Linked DNA regions of Rattus norvegicus: region 2 is linked to region 1. The links are chromatin contacts, called in public HiChIP or PLAC-seq maps. All regions are on one chromosome and are shown on one strand. Each heading gives the region's core, a stretch centred on a gene start, on an enhancer-like site or on the middle of the called end of the contact. The rest is flanking DNA. Distances are from core to core; before and after follow the strand shown.

The links. HiChIP or PLAC-seq counts read pairs in DNA pulled down with a chosen protein or histone mark.
Region 2: a contact with region 1 is called in an H3K27ac HiChIP or PLAC-seq map of oligodendrocytes, with 9 times the contacts expected there. The contact joins the enhancer-like site here to the promoter of Aven in region 1. A contact is called at or near these places in 6 of 12 Hi-C or Micro-C datasets (the A7r5 cell line, Schwann cells, frontal cortex and 3 more) and 1 of 1 datasets of contacts at active chromatin or transcription factors (oligodendrocytes).

Annotation. Positions count from the first base shown.
Region 1 is chr3:119,751,747-119,756,878 of GRCr8, forward strand. It overlaps Aven (apoptosis and caspase activation inhibitor), which reads left to right and starts at 1,664. Exons shown (of 6, transcript NM_001399518.1): 1 at 1,664-1,948. The coding sequence starts at 1,718. All of the region lies in intron 1 of Chrm5 (cholinergic receptor, muscarinic 5), which reads right to left.
Region 2 is chr3:120,018,787-120,024,055 of GRCr8, forward strand. Ryr3 (ryanodine receptor 3) reads right to left here. Exons shown (of 104, transcript XM_063284955.1): 48 at 2,904-3,073; 49 at 1-15. Among named protein-coding and RNA genes, the nearest start is that of Chrm5, 230 kb to the left of the region's middle. Within about 2 kb of position 1,270, at least 4 of the 93 cell types and tissues checked have an H3K27ac peak or open chromatin away from gene starts, as enhancers often do.

The sequences.
Region 1 (5,132 bases), core at 414-2,913:
ATCTCACCAATAGAAAGAATAAAAATATAGCGTGCATCAAGAAAAGAAAAATGTAGAAATGATTTTTTAAAAAAGAAAATAAACAATGGTGTGTACTGACAAAGTTAACCCTTTGGGAGCGAGATAGCAAAATTGCAAGATAGCAGTGTTAAAATGTTACTTATTGGGCTGGAGAGGTGGCTCAGAGGTTAAGAGCACTGATTGCTCTTCCAGAGGTTCTGAGTTCAATTCCCAGCAACTACATGGTGGCTCACAATCATCTGTAATGAGATCTGATGCCCTCTTCTGGTGTGTCTGAAGACAAGCTACAATGCTCTCATACATAATAAATAAATAAATTAAAAAAAATGTTACTTATTGCTACGAGACAGGACAGGGGAGTGAGGGTGACTAGGATTAAAGCTTTATATATATGTGTGTGTCCAAATATTGTGATTCAGGCCACCTGTCCTGATGCGTTCTCCTGAACCCTTAACTCTCTCCTTATTGATGACATTCGTGATCTGCCCACTCAAGCAATACATACGGACATCTCCACTGCCTTCAGAGCCTAACTTCCTCATTTACATTTGAATGTAAAATCCTAAATTTCCCATTTCCTAGCTGCCTTCTTGGCTCTCATTTCTGTTTTACACTTTGACAACTATGGCCTGAACTTTTATGTCTCTGACTAAAACTTAAATCTCTTTTACAGATTTTCTCAAGAGCCATGGAGACTTTGAAGCCGGGCGACCCTAGGTTTGAATCATTCTGTTAATGACTAGCTATAAAGCCATAAAAGTTATTTAATATTTGTGTTTTCTTTTGTGCGAGCTTCAGGGAATCCACTTGAATCTGCCTCCCCCAGTCAAATAGACTCAAGACAAGAATTGTCAATAAACAGCGTGTTTTCCTCCCTCCCTGCCTTTTCCTGAGGGGGCGGAGATCCATTTCCCTATCCTTGCTCCTGGGACCCTTCCTTTGACTCCCAAGACCTTGGGCCTAAGAGTCTCAAATGTACACCTAAGAAAAAGTTTTTCTCCCAAACTCCTTAACTTTATCTTTTGCCCATAACATCCAGGTGTCCTCTCAGAATCTGCATCCGGGAAAGCTACAAAGCAGTTACCCATCGGTGCTCTACACCTCCCAGACTGGACCTACACACTCCTACCCTTAGATGTCCCCTGGACAGCAGTGACCAGCTCTTCCTGGACTTGACCAACATCTTTCCTGCTACCCTTGTCTTTGGACACCGTCTAGCCAAAGTTAAGCTCTCTAGCAAAATAAGGGTAACAAGAGTACCTATGAGAACCAAGGGCTCAGTAAATGTACGTTACAGCAACTACATTTACAAGTTCTCTTCAAGATTTTCAAGCATCTTTTCCCTTTCCTACTGGACCCTCCATCCACTTGAGCCACTGTCCACAACTGTGATGTGGGACTCATCTTCAACCCACACCTCCTTCCTAAATCCTGACTTTAAAATGGCTTATCTTTTTCAAGTTAAGATGTTAACTAAACTCATTGGACATCTTGGGTTTTGCGTCATTTAAACACTCGTATGAATTAAGAACTATCACACAAAGTGATTTTAAGGTATCCTTTTATTACAGATCACTTATGTGGTCCCCGCCCCGGCCGGGCCCCGCGCCCTGATCACCGCGGCTGGCGCTCGGCCGCTTCCGGTGGGGCCTGCGCTCTCCGCCGCGGCTCGCGTGCTCTGCTCGCCGGCGGCCTCATGCAGGCTGAGAGAGGGGCTCGAGGCGGCCGCGGGCGGCGGGGAGGCCGGGAGCGGCCCGGAGGGGACCGAGGGCCGGCCGGGGCCGCGACGGCGCTGGCGAGAGGAGGCTGCGGGGACGGAGGCGGCCGGCGGGGCCGAGGCCGGGGCTTCCGCCGAGGCCGAGGAGGTGGCGCCCCGCGAGGCGGCCGCCGGGAACCTGGAGGCCGGGGCGGTGGAGCCAGCACGCGGGTAAGGGGTGCGGGTTGCTGCGGCCGCTAGCCGGCGTGCAGGGCGCGTGAAACCACAGCGCCTGCGCGGGATGGAGCCGGGGGGCGCGCGTGGACGGTGCACGCGCAGCCCCTGGCTGCTTGTGGCCCAAGGACTAGGCGATCAGCCTTGGGTTTTGTTGGTACCGGAGTCCCATAGCCTGATGGAGACTAACGGCGACACCTGGTGTCCAGGCTTCAGCCCGGCGCACTGTCACTGAAGTTAACTTCCTGGCGAGCGATGTCTATCTGAATGCGCTAACCCAAACAGATTTACTCCTAGAAGTGTTCCTCTGTCTTCTGTTTCCTTTATACCCATCCCACATTGCCTAGGTAACGGTGTCTGTTGTCACCCACGTCCGGTTGGAGGGACATAGGGGAAGATTATGTCTTCATTTTGGTTTGGATTAATGATCGCTAAGATTCTTCCCACTCTTCAGATTTGCAATTAGTCTCGCTGAGAATACCATTCTGGGTACTTAAGGATTAGATGAGGAGAGACTGACTGACTTCACGAGGCCTCTCTGTGCTTATGGTTGGGCACAGTGGTGTCAGGATTGACTGCCGTGCTCTGGAAGCAGACAGTCAATAGAGTTCCAGCTCTGTAGTGACCATTGTCCAGCTGCAGGATTCCACACAGTGCACATCTTGCTTTCCCTCTGGACGACTAGACTGCAAATGGAAACAACTTCTAGATGTGTGTACTCCTCCAAAGTAACTTACTCTGGATCTAAGAAGCCCTGAAATCATTCCTTTTAAAGATGGGTGATATGAGCCCTGAGCTTACTGAGTTTGATAAGCAAATTATCAGGCCAGTCACTTTTACCGCAGTGTGATATTACCCTTAGTGCAATGGTTAACTTCACAAAATGCAAGAATTTGCTTAGTATCTTTTTTTAGAAATATATTAGTTTCTCTGTGCCCATGCACGGGCACATGTGTGTTTGTGTGTGTGTGTGTGTGTGTGTGTGTGTGTGTGTGTGTGTGTGTGTACATAAGTGCAGTGCCAGCAAAGGCCAGAAGGCATCAGATCCTTTGAGCCCACATTTCAGGCAGTTGTGTTTTCCAGAATAGCAGCAAACCGCTCTGAGTCCTCTCTAAAGGTATTTGCACTCTTGGCATATGCTCCCATGCACACACACATTCATGTAAAGAAGCACAAGAATGCAAATGTTTGACTCCAGTTCCTTTGAACATATACCTAGTAATAGGATTGTGGAATCCTTACTGGTGGTTATAGTTTTCATTTTTAAGAAAAGCCATACTGCTCTTTGTAATGCTCTACCAATTGATGTCACCACAGCACATGACAGTTCCTGTCTCTGCATTTTTGTTAGCCCTTTTTATTTTTCAAATTCTTCATCCTCTTTCTCCTTGTCCTGTAGATAGGGTCTCACTATGTAACCCACACTTGCCTTAACTCAATATCTTCCCGCCTCCACTTCTAAGGTATGGGATGGCACGTCTGTCTCCTTCACCACATCTGGGTTTATTTTATTCATTTAACCGTTTGTTTGCTGAGACATAATCTTACGCTGTTCAGCCTGGAACTCAAGTTCAAAACTCATCCTGCAGTGATCTCCCAGGTGCTTGCATTACAGGAGTGCTGGTTTTTTTTTTTAACTGCATTTTTGTTGTTGTTTTGTTGTGGGCTGGTTTTTATTTATTTTTTATTTTTTAGACAGGATCTCAGTATGTAGCTTTGGCTACCCTGGAAATTCACTCTGTAGACCAGGCAGGCTTTGAACTCAGAGATCTGCCTGCTTTTGCCTCCTGTGTTGGGATTAAAGGTGGTCCTTATTGTGTTTGTTGTTTTCCATTTATTTAGAAGTTTCTAGATACTTTCAGGTGACTAGCTTGTTCTCGTGATTTTGATGAGTAGTGACACTGAAATTCCTTCTCATATATTTACTGGCCATTTAGGTATCCTCTTGGGAGACACATCCCTTCAGGTTATTCAACCTGTTTTAATCAGATCCTTGCTGCCTTTTGTATTTGAGTAGTATATATTCTACAGGATCATCTTTTGCTGGTTGAACAGTTCGTCAGAACACTACAAAGAGCATCTAATGGGCTAAGCCATGCAATCCTGGTTTTTTTTTTTAAAGCATGTGGTTGAAATGTGATTTACCAATATGCATGCCACCCTGTGTTCAGTCCTGCCACCAAAGACGAACAAGTGTGGAGCTGGTAGAACAGAATGGAAAACCCCAGGGGTACAGGCACGTGTCTGTACCCCAAAGAAATAAACTATTACAAAATCAACTTCAAATAAATCAGAATAAATATGAAACCTGAAACTATCAGGAAAAAGTATTAGGAAAACACTTCAGAACATTGCTTTGGGCAAAGCTTTCCTTGGATCTGACCTAAACAGCCCAAACAACAGACACAACCTTGACAAATGGGTTCATGTCGAAGAAGCTACTGCACAACACAGGATAGAACAACAGGATACGAGAACAGCCTACAGAAGGAGAGGAGATATTGAATGACGATGTGAAAGACAAAGTGTTAGACTTTTTTCTACTGCTTACTGTTTGATGAGTGCTTAACAGGGAGGCAGTTAAGGCCTGTTAACAGTCCTTGAATTTTTTTTTTCTTTTTCTATCAGTTAATAGTAATTAACATTTATTGAACACTTTCATGTGGGATTTGCAAAGCAAGGCACAGCTAAGTCACTCACAGTTATGGTTAAATTACAAGTAATCTGCAGATCACTGGACCTGGGTTCTACATGGGTCTGTTGACTCCAGAGCCTGCTCTTTTGGTTACTGCCCTGAGCTCCTGGTATGATTTGGAAAGAGGTGGCTCTGGGGTAGGGCCCCTTGCTGCACAAGCATGAGGACCCAATTCAGATTCCCAACACCCGTGTGAAAAGCTGGGCACTACAGCGTGCACCTGTGATCCCAGCACTGTGTAGATGGGGCACCGACAGGAGGAATGCTGGAACTTGCTGGTCGCCAGCCTAGCAGAGCTCCAGGTTCAATGAGACAGTATCTGGAGTCAATAAGACTGAGAGCAATGGAGAAAGATCCCCAGTACCTTCTGCAGGCATACACCAGGCAAATACACTTACATAAACAGATACATACCACACATGCATACACACAGACACAGACACACACACTCACACAGAACGCACAAGGCGAGAGAAGAGGAGCGGG
Region 2 (5,269 bases), core at 20-2,519, 270 kb after region 1:
GGTGCTGAGGGACACCTGAGAAAGGGAACGGGGGCATCGGTTAACCTCTGAGAAAGCAGCCCATTGAGCCTGCACATGGAGCTCCATGCAAGGTCAGGGAAACTTACACATTGCTCTAGTCACAGCCTACCAGGAGAGGCAAAAGCCAATGTGCTTGCAGGTACGTACTGGCAGAGCCAGGGGAGAAAAACACACAGGCATCCTATCATCCTGGAAGGAGATATTTAACCTGTCCTCCTTCTGAATGCTGGGAATGGATGTAGTTTACAACCTGGTGGTCCTTTTTGATATGATGAGACACACCCAGCCCACGCCCCCCAGAATTTGTTTTACTTATCCCAGACCCTTTCCCTTTAAATCTTGAGCATGGCTTGTAGGCCTTAAAACTCATCCTTGTGAGAGCTGTCATTCGTACTTTACCACATCCTAAGTGACTTCTGTGTTATCTTAGGGCCAGGCCAAATCCTGACTTTGGCAGGCACAATATTTACCTCAGTCACTCTCCCCACCCTTATCGTGAGCATTTGCTTCTAAAGCAAAAAGGACCCACCTAACAGATGAAGCCATATGTACTTTGGAAAGAGCTTCAATGCAAACATGTCTTAAACGTCACTGTACTCATGGGGCTGAGTAATTGCTATATGATTCCCCCCCCCAAAATTGTGATATGTTTAAATATCACACAAATAAACAAGCTGAGGTCAGACATCTTGACGTCTTGGCCCAGCCCGGGGTTACCTAAATTGGGCTAAACTGAGTTTCACTCTTTCCTCACCTGGACCCTCCCCCGTATACCTACTCATTACTGTTTCTCATTTAAATGAAAATAAAAAGAGATTAGTCCCCACCCCCAGAACAAAGCAAGCATATAAAGATGGCTGCTTAGTGAATGGTCGCAAAGAAGATTACTAAACTTTCACTACAATCAATTGATGGGTCGTTTAACCCAGCATCCTTGGTATTTGAATTTCCAGGTTCTGAGCTATTGCACAATCACTCCGGATTTATCTTGTATTTGTTACCTTATAGGAGTCTCACATATCTTCTTTTATTTAAGGTTAATAAATGGTTATAGACTGCCACGTCCCTCAAATTCACCAGCTTTACAAAGAGAGAGTAGATCTCTGACGCCCACTAGTCACTTTGTCAGTACCATGAGCAGCTCACAACCGGATAAATGATCTGAGCGTTGACCTCACTAAAGGGAACCCGACAGTCCATGAGGAGCACAAAAAAGGAACAGAAATCTGGGTCTTTTCTAAAGCCCTGGTAGAGTCTTTGCTAACAATGTTCCTCTTTGTAAACGTAGACGGACAAGCTGAATTAAAGGAAGAGCCATTCAGTGGCACTAAATATAGCCAAAGCGTGACTCACGTCACTGTTGAAAACCCAAGGACTCAACAGAAGTCTGGAGACCCACAGAGAAAATAATGTCATTATTTCCTGCAATTATCACAGCTATTATCTCTGAACGGACATTCCCTGCAACTTATGATTTCAAAAACTGTTCTCTTTGAACCCTCCACATTTCTGGGTATTGGTATTAATTATCAGAAATTTGTCTTCTGGAGGCATTGGTAACCACACTGGAAAAAACAGCTCCATTTCCGTTTATCACTTTCGGAGACAGTGTAGTTAAAATGAGGGAGGCTCCGATTCCTGTGGCTTGACGGTTCTCAGATGAGGCACTGAACAGAAAAACCTCTTTTTTTTGGGGGGGGTAAGATGATGATCTGGCAAGCATATGATCTAACAGCAGATGCTGGAATAGAATTTGCTGTTTGAATTACAAAAAAAAATTTAAATACTTTAATCAGAAAACTTGGAAGTCCACAAATTTTAAAAGTTTTTTAAAACCTAGAGATTTATAGAAAATCTCCAAGCAAAAGTAATGGTAGGTGGGGCACGGTGAAGATCTAAAAATATCCTATGGCTCTGACGCCTTCATTGATAGACTGTTCCTCATTTTTATGCCCTGTCTCCATGAATTAAGGAATCTGGGTTCTGCCAGCTGACTCCTCACCCCAAAGCTTGCAATTCTCACTACTGGACACCAGATGGCACCCATGAGAAGACGAAGTGCAAATAAGCATATAAGTTTTTTTTTTTGGAATTAAGCTGATCCTTGTGTCCTCACTTCTCACTTCCAGCAAGACACAGATATGACAGTTGGCATTTCTTATCTTATGGTCAGACACTTCTTGTCTTGATGCCTGTGGATGCTGGATTTCTTTATCCCAGCTTTGATTTCCAACTGTGTGGTTGCCTTTGGCCTCTTGTACTGACCTCTGCCATACCTCTGGCTATAGACTATCCTTCCTGGTGGTCAGTGCATGAGAAAAAATAAGTGAGAATGAAGAATATTTCTGGCTTGAAATGCCTCCATCCAACCTTTTGCATAAGCAACAGAACCATATTCATATACATATGTGTATATATATGTGTGTACATATATATATATACATATATATATATTCTTTTGGGGGACCTTTGGTGACACTCATAACTGGTTTAAACAGGATTTAGATAACAGAAAATTGCTATTAGTGCCTGATGGGTAACACGGATGCTATGAAAACATTCTATGATGAATATCATAGTGGTTACCTGTTCCATTTCCTTAAGAAATATTGCCCCAGGGTTTGAGATACTGTGGAGGCTGGATTGTGAGAAACTTCAATTGAAGGGATTGGACAGAAAATTAAGGCCAGATTTACCTGCATATACATTTTTAGGCCAATACATGACAATCTTCCAGTTTTGAGTATCTCTGTTTTTCTCATTCTCAAGCAGGATATTAAATTATGATCATCAGGAGGTAGAAAATATTTGTTCCTATGTCCAATGAAACTAATTTAACCATGAGGGAATTCCCTTCCACCCTCTTTATTTTAGCTACTTACTGTATCTAGAGATGCAGAAGCTCGTAAATCGGGTAAAAACCCAACTTCCAGCAAGTGGAGCAGAAAAGTTTGATCTTTAATGCCATAAACACGGTCCAAGAACAGCACCATGGGTGCTTTGTGGTCAGGACAGAAGTTGGCCGCCATGTCTGGCTCGCTGACGGACCCATCTGAAAAACAGAGCACGTCATTTCCTGTTTCTGCAGTTTGAAACGCAGCATAGAACGTGTCTGTCCACTGCGCATTGAGTGTTAGAGCAACAGGAAGTAAGAACCAAGCAGGAAGCTGCTTAAGCAAGGATAGGAGAAGCAACTGTCAAATCTCTGTGAGCCAGTTATTGAACAAGTCTGTTATTAAACGTTTAAACTTACACGAAGTAGATTGTTTTAAAAGGTAACTCACAGTCATTGTTCACTAATTTCTAATTTTACTGTAAATTCTTTTTTTTTTTTTTTATTAACTTGAGTATTTCTTATATACATTTCGAGTGTTATTCCCTTTCCCGGTTTCCGGGCAAACATCCCCCTCCCCCCTCCCCTTCCTTATGGGTGTTCCCTTCCCAACCCTCCCCCCATTGCCGCCCTCCCCCCATAGACTAGTTCACTGGGGGTTCAGTCTTAGCAGGACCCAGGGCTTCCCCTTCCACTGGTGCTCTTACTAGGATATTCATTGCTACCTATGGGGTCAGAGTCCAGGGTCAGTCCATGTATAGTCTTTAGGTAGTGGCTTAGTCCCTGGAAGCTCTGGTTGCTTGGCATTGTTGTACTTTTGGGGTCTCGAGCCCCTTCAAGCTCTTCCAGTTCTTTCTCTGATTCCTTCAACAGGGGACCTATTCTCAGTTCAGTGGTTTGCTGCTGGCATTCGCCTCTGTATTTGCTGTATTCTGGCTGTGTCTCTCAGGAGCGATCTACATCCGGCTCCTGTCGGTCTGCACTTCTTTGCTTCATCCATCTTGTCTAATTGGGTGGCTGTATATGTATGGGCCACATGTGGGGCAGGCTCTGAATGGGTGTTCCTTCAGTCTCTGTTTTAATCTTTGCCTCTCCCTTCCCTGCCAAGGGTATTCTTTTTCCTCATTTAAAGAAGGAGTGAAGCATTCACATTTTGATCATCCGTCTTGAGTTTCGTTTGTTCTAGGGATCTAGGGTAATTCAAGCATTTGGGCCAATAGCCACTTATCAATGAGTGCATACCATGTATGTCTTTCTGTGATTGGGTTAGCTCACTCAGGATGATATTTTCCAGTTCCAACCATTTGCCTACGAATTTCATAAACTCGTTGTTTTTGATAGCTGAGTAATATTCCATTGTGTAGATGTACCACATTCTCTGTATCCATTCCTCTGTTGAAGGGCATCTGGGTTCTTTCCATTTTCTGGCTATTATAAATAAGGCTGCGATGAACATAGTGGAGCACGTGTCTCTTTTATATGTTGAGGCATCTTTTGGGTATATGCCCAAGAGAGGTATAGCTGGATCCTCAGGCAGTTCAATGTCCAATTTTCTGAGGAACCTCCAGACTGATTTCCAGAATGGTTTTACCAGTCTGCAATCCCACCAACAATGGAGGAGTGTTCCTCTTTCTCCACATCCTCGCCAGCATCTGCTGTCACCTGAGTTTTTGATCTTAGCCAATCGCACTGGTGTGAGGTGAAATCTCAGGGTTGTTTTGATTTGCATTTCCCTTATGACTAAAGATGTTGAACATTTCTTTAGGTGTTTCTCAGCCATTCGGCATTCCTCAGCTGTGAATTCTTTGTTTAGCTCTGAACCCCATTTTTAATAGGGTTATTTGTTTCCCTGCGGTCTAACTTCTTGAGTTCCTTGTATATTTTGGATATAAGGCCTCTATCTGTTGTAGGATTGGTAAAGATCTTTTCCCAATCTGTTGGTTGCCGTTTTGTCCTAACCACAGTGTCCTTTGCCTTACAGAAGCTTTGCAGTTTTATGAGATTGTAAATTCTAATCAGTTATTTGTATCAGCTGTAATTTATCGATCGAAAACACAACACAGTGGTGGTAGGCTTTATGCCTTCTCTTTCTGTGTTCTATGATACCGCATTGGCAGCATGGAGTCGCCTACGGTGAGGATATCTATCCTAAAAAAGGGGAAAACTGGAGGAAATCAAGCTTGAGCTACTGTTCTTTGGTGGATGATGTAGGAATGTGAGTGGCCAAACGGTGAGAAAGTGGATACAATTTCCTAACAGGTCACGTCTGTGGTCATCATATCAGAGCACAGCGCAAACTGGCAAGCACTCCTTCAGTGTCTGCTTTAGGCAATACTTAGATGAAGTCTGCCCGTCATCTTAGTCTTATTGAATAAAAAGAAAGTGAGAGAAAAAAGCCAAAAAAAAAAAAAAAAA